Regions from separate parts of the Rattus norvegicus genome. Here region 2 is linked to region 1. Evidence: chromatin contacts called from public Hi-C data. All regions are on one chromosome and are shown on one strand. Each heading gives the region's core, a stretch centred on a gene start, on an enhancer-like site or on the middle of the called end of the contact. The rest is flanking DNA. Distances are from core to core; before and after follow the strand shown. Region 1 holds the start of C14h4orf36 (similar to human chromosome 4 open reading frame 36). Region 2 overlaps Ptpn13 (protein tyrosine phosphatase, non-receptor type 13).

Region 1 (3,918 bases), core at 809-3,308:
ATTTTGTATTTTGGGTTCGGGTCTTTTTTTTCTGCATACATGTCTGTGCACTCTATATGTGCAGTGCCCTCAGTGGCCAGAAGAGGGTGTGGAATCCTCTGGAACTGGAGTTAGGGTGGTTGTTACCCTGTCGACTCTGGGAACTGGCCAGGTCTTCTGAAGAGCAAAAAGCTGTTCTTCGCCACTGAGATATTTCTCCAGCCCAGGTTTGGTATTTTCAGAAAATTTCAGAAAGTGGTTATTGTTTGTAAATCTTTATGGGACAGCCTTCTTCCACCTCCTAGGAGGTTTAGCTTTCTTTCTCCTGGAACAGTGTGAGTGCGAAGGTGTCATCTATGCTGTTTGCTGATAGTGTTTAAGGGTTTTAAGTGGCTCTGGGTGAGCGTTCTCAAGATCAACTTACAGCAAATGTCTGTAAAAGTGTTTTCTGTTCATTTTTATCTTACTTTCTCCTCCTCTTCTAATTTAGGTGAAAATATGAATACAGACTCCATAAACAATGCAGTTACTTTCTCACAGTGGGGAACTCACCCGGGTCAGCACGTCCAGAGGACAATGGGTAAGCCCCACCCTGGGAAAACCACCCTTGAGACCATGGTACCTCCTCTGCTGAGTAAACACTCAATATTAACCCTAAATATGACATGACGTGAGGCTGACGAGATGGCTCAGGGGTTAAAGGCTTGCAGCCAAGCCAGATGACTCCAGTCCTCAGGACCCAAGTGGTGTGCAAGGAGAGAACTGGTTCTTACAAGCTGCCTTGTGATGTTCTCTCACACTCATGTCATAGCATATGTATTCCCAAACACAGGCACACACACACACACACACACACACACACACACACACACACACGGATGAACAAATGCAAGTTTAAAAATGTAAAAAGGTATTTTTTTTCTATAAATGATACTCTTCTCACAATAAGACATGGTATATGCAACAGTGTCTGCTGGGTAACCTTCACTCCAACAGTTAATGGATTAAAACAAGGGACGCTATCTTTGTGGCTGAGACAGGGTCTCATATCGTTTAGTCTAGTGTTGGCTATGTAGCTAAGAATTACCTCACGATTCTGATCCTCCTGTCTCGACCTCCCGAGTGCTGGGAGCGCAGACATATGCTACCGCAAGTGTCACTTTGGTGCTGGGCACTGAACTCAGAGCCCCTGGGTTCAACCCCCAGCACCAGACAACTGAATTAGATCCTAAAACTGTCTTATGCCAATTAAAATCAAATCAGGCTGAATCTACTACACAGGTCACATAATCCATCGGGGGCTTCACCCCATGGCACACACACTTCCCATTTGGACTATAGATGTGATGAGTCAAGCCTCTGTACCTTCTTGTAGGCACAGAAGCATGTTCTACAGATAAGCCAGCTTGGCAGTCACTGGCGGATATCCCATCATGCAGCTCGTTACAACCCCCCTCCCCACTTCTCAAAACTTTTATTATTATTATTTTTCTTTTGGATAACGGAGGAAACCTGGACATGCTTTTTGGGACATTTTAGATCACCACCCTGATGTGTGTGTGTGTGTGTGTGTGTGTGTGTGTGTGTGTGTGTGTGCGTGTGTGCGTGTGTGCGTGCGTGCGTGCGCGCGCACGCGCGAGTGTGTGTGAGTTCATTCTTCACCCTAGGAGAATTTGCTAGGCAGAGCAGGTGGTCCTTTCCTCGAGTTCCAGCCTGGCACTTGGGAAGCTGAAATAGACTTGCTGCAAGTTGGAAGCAAGCCTGGGCTGATTCTAGGCCAGTCTGGACTATTTCAACAGAACTAAAAAAAGAACAGCGACAGGTAGAGCGATTAGAGTATTTAACCTTAAAAGCTCGCCCTGAACTCACTACATATACTGAGTTTCATTCCTCCCCTCTCAACGGAACCCTCTACCTGTTTCCATAGCGTTGTTCCTAAACTCGCAATGATGTAATCTGGCCCTTACCGTGGGCTAGAGGCTGTCAGGCCTAGTCTTCAGTTCTCATAACCCATGAAACATACACATGCAATGTCCTCTTTGCTTTATGAAGTCATTTAGGCTCGGAGGAAGGACATAGGGAAGGTCCTGGTGTTAGCAAGGGGCAACTCTAGCAAAACCCTCCGGCACAGCACAGTGCCACCGTTTGCTTGGGACCCTAAGAGATGGAGTCCATCTGTTCTTCACAGGAACACGGAGCTGTCGTCGGAGCCTCGAGTGTGGGCGTGGGCCAGCGACTGTCACCCACTAGAGCAAAGTGACTCCCATGGAGCGGGCTGGGTTTGCGCCCTGCGCGTGCATAAAGCCCTTTATTGAGGCGACAGGTGACGCAGGGTAGGCGCCGCGTGAACTGGGCGCCTGAGCTATCGGGCGCGGGAGCAAGCAGGAGCAGGAGCAAGCAAGCAAGCGCGTTTCCGCGGCGGGGCCGCTGCGAGTGCGCGGCCATGTGCACCTAGGGCGCGCTGCCCTGGGTCGGGGCCGCGGCCGGCGCGCGGCTGACCTGCGGGGTACAGAGGCTCCGGGAGCGCCACGGGCTGGGAGGGCGAGGGTGGCACTCGCTACCGCGCCCCAGCGGGTTCTGTCTGGAACTGCGAGCAGAAAAGGGCCGTGCCCTACCGTGGCCAGGGCACCCCTGGCGTTCCACGCCGGTGCGGCCGAGTTGTTGACCCCATCACAGCCATAAGGGCGCGCAACTATGAGACCTGGGCGGGACTCAGGCGTACTCAATGACTGCCTACCAGGCTTTCCCTCTCAGAAGGTGGCTGAACTGATTGAGCGACTTCCTGGAAATGAACAGAACTAGCTTTTATGTTCATGGTTCAGGTCCAGTGAATGTTTAGGATGCATTTCCTGACAGTCCCAAATGTTTTCTCCTGGCCCTTGATAATTTGGCCATAAAAATATTCAAATGAGAGCTGTTAATTAGGACTGTTGCTGTTCTTTCAGGCATAGTGAATAGAGCGGCGCAGATGTTACATCGGGCTTCTATGTAAGGAAACGATTGTGATCATTTGTCATGGCGTATGGCTTGCCGAGAAGGAACACAGTGCAAAACATTTTGAAGGGCAGCTGTTATAAAATGTAAGTACACACACACACACACACACACACACACACACACACACACACACACACGGCTGGAGCTTGGGACAGGGGCTGGGCACTTCTATTCTCACCAAGTTACTGGAGTATATGAAGGCACTTCAATGGATCTGGACTTTGTCTTTAAAACGCTACTTGGAAATTATTTTTATTTTGTGTTTGTACCTGCCTCTGTGTGTGCACTACCTTTGAGCAGGTGCCCATGAAGGCCAAAAGGCAGTGTTGGATCCCCTGGTATTGAAGTTACAGATGGTTTTGTTACAGCATCTCCCCGTAGAGGCTGGGAACCAAACCTTGGTCCTTTTTGCGAAAACAGTTAATGCTCTTAAAGGGTGATCCGTCTTTCCAACTTCCCGAATGGTACTTATATGAACAGGGGCTAGAGACGTGGTTCATGGCTAAGAGTGTGCTGCTTTTGCAAAGGACCTGAGCTTGGTTTCCAGAGCCCACAGAGTGGCTCACAACTGTCCCTAACTCCGGTTTCATCAGATCTATCGCCCCCTATTGGACCAAATGGGCACAAAGCGTGCATGAAATGCATACATACATGCAAGCAAAACAGCTACATAAAATAATCTGAAAAATTAAGATATGCACTCAGAGGAGGGAAGGATTCACCACTGAGGGGAATCGGGGCAGAAACTTGAGTCGGGAGCTTGAAGCAGAGACCACAGAGGAACACTGCTTGCTGGTAGGCTCAGGGGCGTATGCCTAACTAGCCTTATCCCAGACCACCTTCCAGGTACAGCCTGCAGATATGGCCACAGGCTTTGTGATCTGGGAAACCCCTCAGTTGAGGATCCTTTCTTAGGCCACTTGGGGCTGAGTCAAGTGGACA
Region 2 (3,918 bases), core at 931-3,430, 110 kb after region 1:
CCCTGTAGGCTATTCTGAGAGTAGTCAATTTAGTCTGCTATTCCTTAGTACTTGCTACCTAACAGTAAGTGCTCAATAAATGGTCTGTTCCTTCGTTCCGTGAAAATCAGCCATATATAATAAACTCTTTAAACAGGAGAAGCACTGCTAGCTGTGAGGAGACCAAGGCTGCACCCTACACTGGACTCTTACTGCCATCTAGTTGGGGGAGGCAGTTTTAACTGGGAACCTATTTCCTTATTAGTAAAACTGGAACTTAACAGCTTTAGGGATTTTAAAGAATTAACATTCTCTAATATTAACAGGTGACACACATGTGATAGTCCACCAACCTCCTGTGGGTTGTGCTCTCTATTGTGGAGAAAGAAAATGAGACTCTGAAAATTCAGTTTCTTTCCTAAGGTCATTTGTGCACGCCCGTGCTCCTACTGAGTGGTATGCAGTGTACAACACAGAGGCATATAGCACAGTACCAGTGTAGCGTCTATTGCCGCCGCCGCCGCTGCTGCTGCTGCCGCCACAATTACTACAGGAACCTGTGGCACCATATTGCCAATTAGTAGTAGAGGGACTGGGTTGGGGATTTAGCTCAGTGGTAGAGCGCTTGCCTAGGAAGCGCAAGGCCCTGGGTTCAGTCCCCAGCTCCGGAAAAAAAAAAAAAAAAAAGTAGTAGAGGGACTGATAAAACATTGGTGAGGATTGAACCCGGGACCTCACATATGCGACAAGTACATTGCCATTCAATGTATGGCCAAGCCTGGTCTGCTGAATATGCTTGAAGTGCTCTATAGGTGAGGGTTACTTTGTAACAACCCTAGGTGTGAGTGTTACTTTGTAACAACTCTAGGAGTGAGTGTTACTTTGTGACAACTCTAGGAGTGAGTGTTACTTTGTAACATCCATAGGTGTCCATGTTACTTTGTAACAACCCTTTAATACAGTGACCATCACTGTAACAGTAATTTCACGGACTGAAGAACCAAGACACAGAACTTTTGTAGTATGACTGAGGCTTCTGAGTCTCTAACAGTCTGGTTTAAACATCACAAATTTTGCTTCAGATGATAATCATACTTGACTCTAGCGAAGCATTCCCCTAATGTGAAATCTAAACTCCAAAGTTGTCTAAGAGCTGAAACCCTGAGTGAAGAGACTTTTCAAATGGAAGCTCAGTGCTTGACTTCCTTTGATATTCTCTTAGTAAGAGCACAAAAAGGAGCCCATAAAATGACCTGTAGGCTCACGTATATAATGTGAAGACGACAGAGACAGATTCTCTTTAGTGTTAGGTCTCATCTTTCACATACACCTCCTCATGTGTCTGCAGATATTCTACATTCTTAAAAACTTAAAAATCTGAAACATTTTTGGTCTCTCCAAAAATTTTTATCAGGGACACCGAAGCTGTACTTTCTGCGAAATGCTAAACAAGATTCTGCTTCAGACTTTTTTCCTTTGTCCTCCCTGCTCTATCACATGTTAAAGGTATGTTCTCTACTGTTCACATCTGCTTTGTATTGAGCACTGATCCAAGTACAAATGTGGATAGCTTCAATAGGCTTGGTATCCTGTTGTACTTTAAAAATATATAAAAGCACATACAATTTTTAGCAAAGTAAGAAAGTAAAAGGTAATTTGCTAAATGTCATGGCTATTATATTTTTTAAAATTATATATTAGGCAATTAGGTTAAAATGCAGATCCTGGGGACCCAACTTCCAAAGACTGTAATTTTGCAGGTTTCCATAAACCCCTAGAATCTTTCCCTTAGGGGAACACATGACCTCCACTTTGATCCTGAGAGGTGAGAAACATGTACTCACAATTGTCTTCCCCCAGGCTATGCAATAGGAAAAACCTTTCCTCTAAGACTTCAGAATGAGAAAGTTCCAGAAAAGAATTTAGAAACATAGGTCACCTGTGTATATTATTACACTTTAACTCACATACTTCAGAGTGATCCACTTAAGTCTGTAAGGATTTACCAGAAAGAAGCAATTTCAAATCACTTTAATCTCAACATGTGGTCGTGCATAATCAGTTTTAAATCTCAGCTCTGTCTGAGAGATTCCTGCCTAGAGCTGGGTTATTTTCGCAGCTGAAAAACCCCCTGTCCTGGTTGCTATGGTTACTTATCACAGCCTCCCATGGCTGCTATGGTTACTTATCATAGACTCCAGACAGGGATGACTCACTGCTGGGGTGCCACTTGCCCTGCCTGTATCCTGTCTACCATGTTCCTTCCCACACTGATCTCCAAACTATTTAACATGTGTCCTTCCTACCCATGTAAACTGTCACCTCTCAGAGCTCAGACCTTCCTCTTAGATCCACTTTGTGGATCCTAGAGCCCACACAGTATCACCCGTTAAGATGGCTCTGTAGTTAAGAGCACTAGCTGCCCTTCCGTAGGACAGCACACAAAATGGTTCACAACCGTTTGTAACTACAGTTCCAGGGGACCCGATTCTCTCTTCTGGCCTCTGTGGGCCCTGCACACATGTGGTATACAGATATAAGAGTCAGGCAAAACATTCCCATGTATAAAATAGGACCATTTAAAAACTCTCTGCATATTAGCATTTCATAGCTGTAACCTCCAGCATGGTTAAACCTCTTAAGCACTTGTAAAGAGTCCATGTTTCTCTGCAGAACTGTTTTCCAAGTGAACAGGATGCTGGCTTGACAACTTTATAGACTTAATTTAGGCAAAGGGATACCCTGCGAGCTTTCATCCTGAACAATAAGCAGTTTCTTTCAAAAATGTGTGGTAGAAATCATTCACACGTTCTGGCACCAGCCACACGAAGGAGGCCACACCGCCTTACCTAAGTCTTGGGCATCCTGGTTGCTCTGTCTCGCCCTCATCTGTAGCTGGAATTTATGCTGGGAGGAGCACAGCTGCAGCAGGTATTGGCAGGCCTTGCTGCTGTCTGTCTGGAATGCGTGCTTGATTCCGTCTGATGTATTTTGTAACGTGATTTTCTTTTTCTGTAAGAGTAACCAGAAGTATTTGTGATGTGGAAGTTTTCCTATGACTTTCTATATGACCAAATATTTTAACCTATAATTAATACATAGAGATATTTATATTTCCAATTAGGATAAGTACCCTTCGACTGATACCATATATAAAAACTGTGATTCTGTAACTAAACAAAGTTGACACATAAATTATTATTAATTGCTACTTTCAGCAATTGTAGCTTCAATCACCCTGAACTCCATTCATCATCGAGGGAAATTTTAAAATACTGGGGGCAGGGGCGCTGGAGAGATGGATCAATGGTTAAAGCAATGGTTGCTTTTACAGAGGGTCTGGCTGTTAGCACCTAGTACTTACGTATAATCCCAGCTTAGGGGACCCAACAGCCTCTTCTGGCCTCCAAAGGCACTGCACACAAGTAGCACAGACATATGCATAGGCATAACACCCATAGACATAAATAAAATAAAAACAAATCTTTAAAAGAGTATCATGGTTACTATAAGGCAGTATTCATGGATTTATATATTTTGAAAATGTTCCTTCTAAATTAAAATAAGTTTTAGGAGGAGAACTTGTGGTCTGAGTCTCCTAGAACCTGTGGTCTGCACCCCTTAGAACCTGTGATCTGTACCCCCCCCCCCAGAACCTGTGGTCTGCGCCTCCTAGAACCCATGGTCTGTGCCCCCTAGAACCCATGGTCTGTGCCCCCTAGAACCTGCGGTCTGCACTGAAGCTTGCAGGCAGAAGCAGCCCCTACACCTTAAAAATGATGGCATCTAAGAAGCCGGGGATGCAGCAAATAATGGGCATTTATTTACTTCAATGCCATTAGATTCCATCCCAACTATTACCTACCTTGCAAATCAGTCTGTTATCTTGATTTCAAACACAGGCACAAAAAAGTCAAATTTAATAAAAGCCCAAAACTA

The links. A called contact is a pair of places that touch in the nucleus more often than the background predicts.
Region 2: a Hi-C map of frontal cortex shows a contact between it and region 1, with 2.8 times the contacts expected there. The contact joins the enhancer-like site here to the promoter of C14h4orf36 in region 1. A contact is called at or near these places in 3 of 12 Hi-C or Micro-C datasets (the Rat2 cell line, frontal cortex and liver).

Annotation. Positions count from the first base shown.
Region 1 is chr14:6,361,157-6,365,074 of GRCr8, forward strand. It overlaps C14h4orf36 (similar to human chromosome 4 open reading frame 36), which reads left to right and starts at 2,059. Exons shown (of 4, transcript NM_001017495.1): 1 at 2,059-2,312; 2 at 2,925-3,059. The coding sequence starts at 2,995.
Region 2 is chr14:6,473,006-6,476,923 of GRCr8, forward strand. It overlaps Ptpn13 (protein tyrosine phosphatase, non-receptor type 13), which reads right to left. Exons shown (of 48, transcript NM_001100789.1): 17 at 2,829-2,991. Among named protein-coding and RNA genes, the nearest start is that of Slc10a6, 89 kb to the left of the region's middle. Within about 2 kb of position 2,181, at least 28 of the 93 cell types and tissues checked have an H3K27ac peak or open chromatin away from gene starts, as enhancers often do.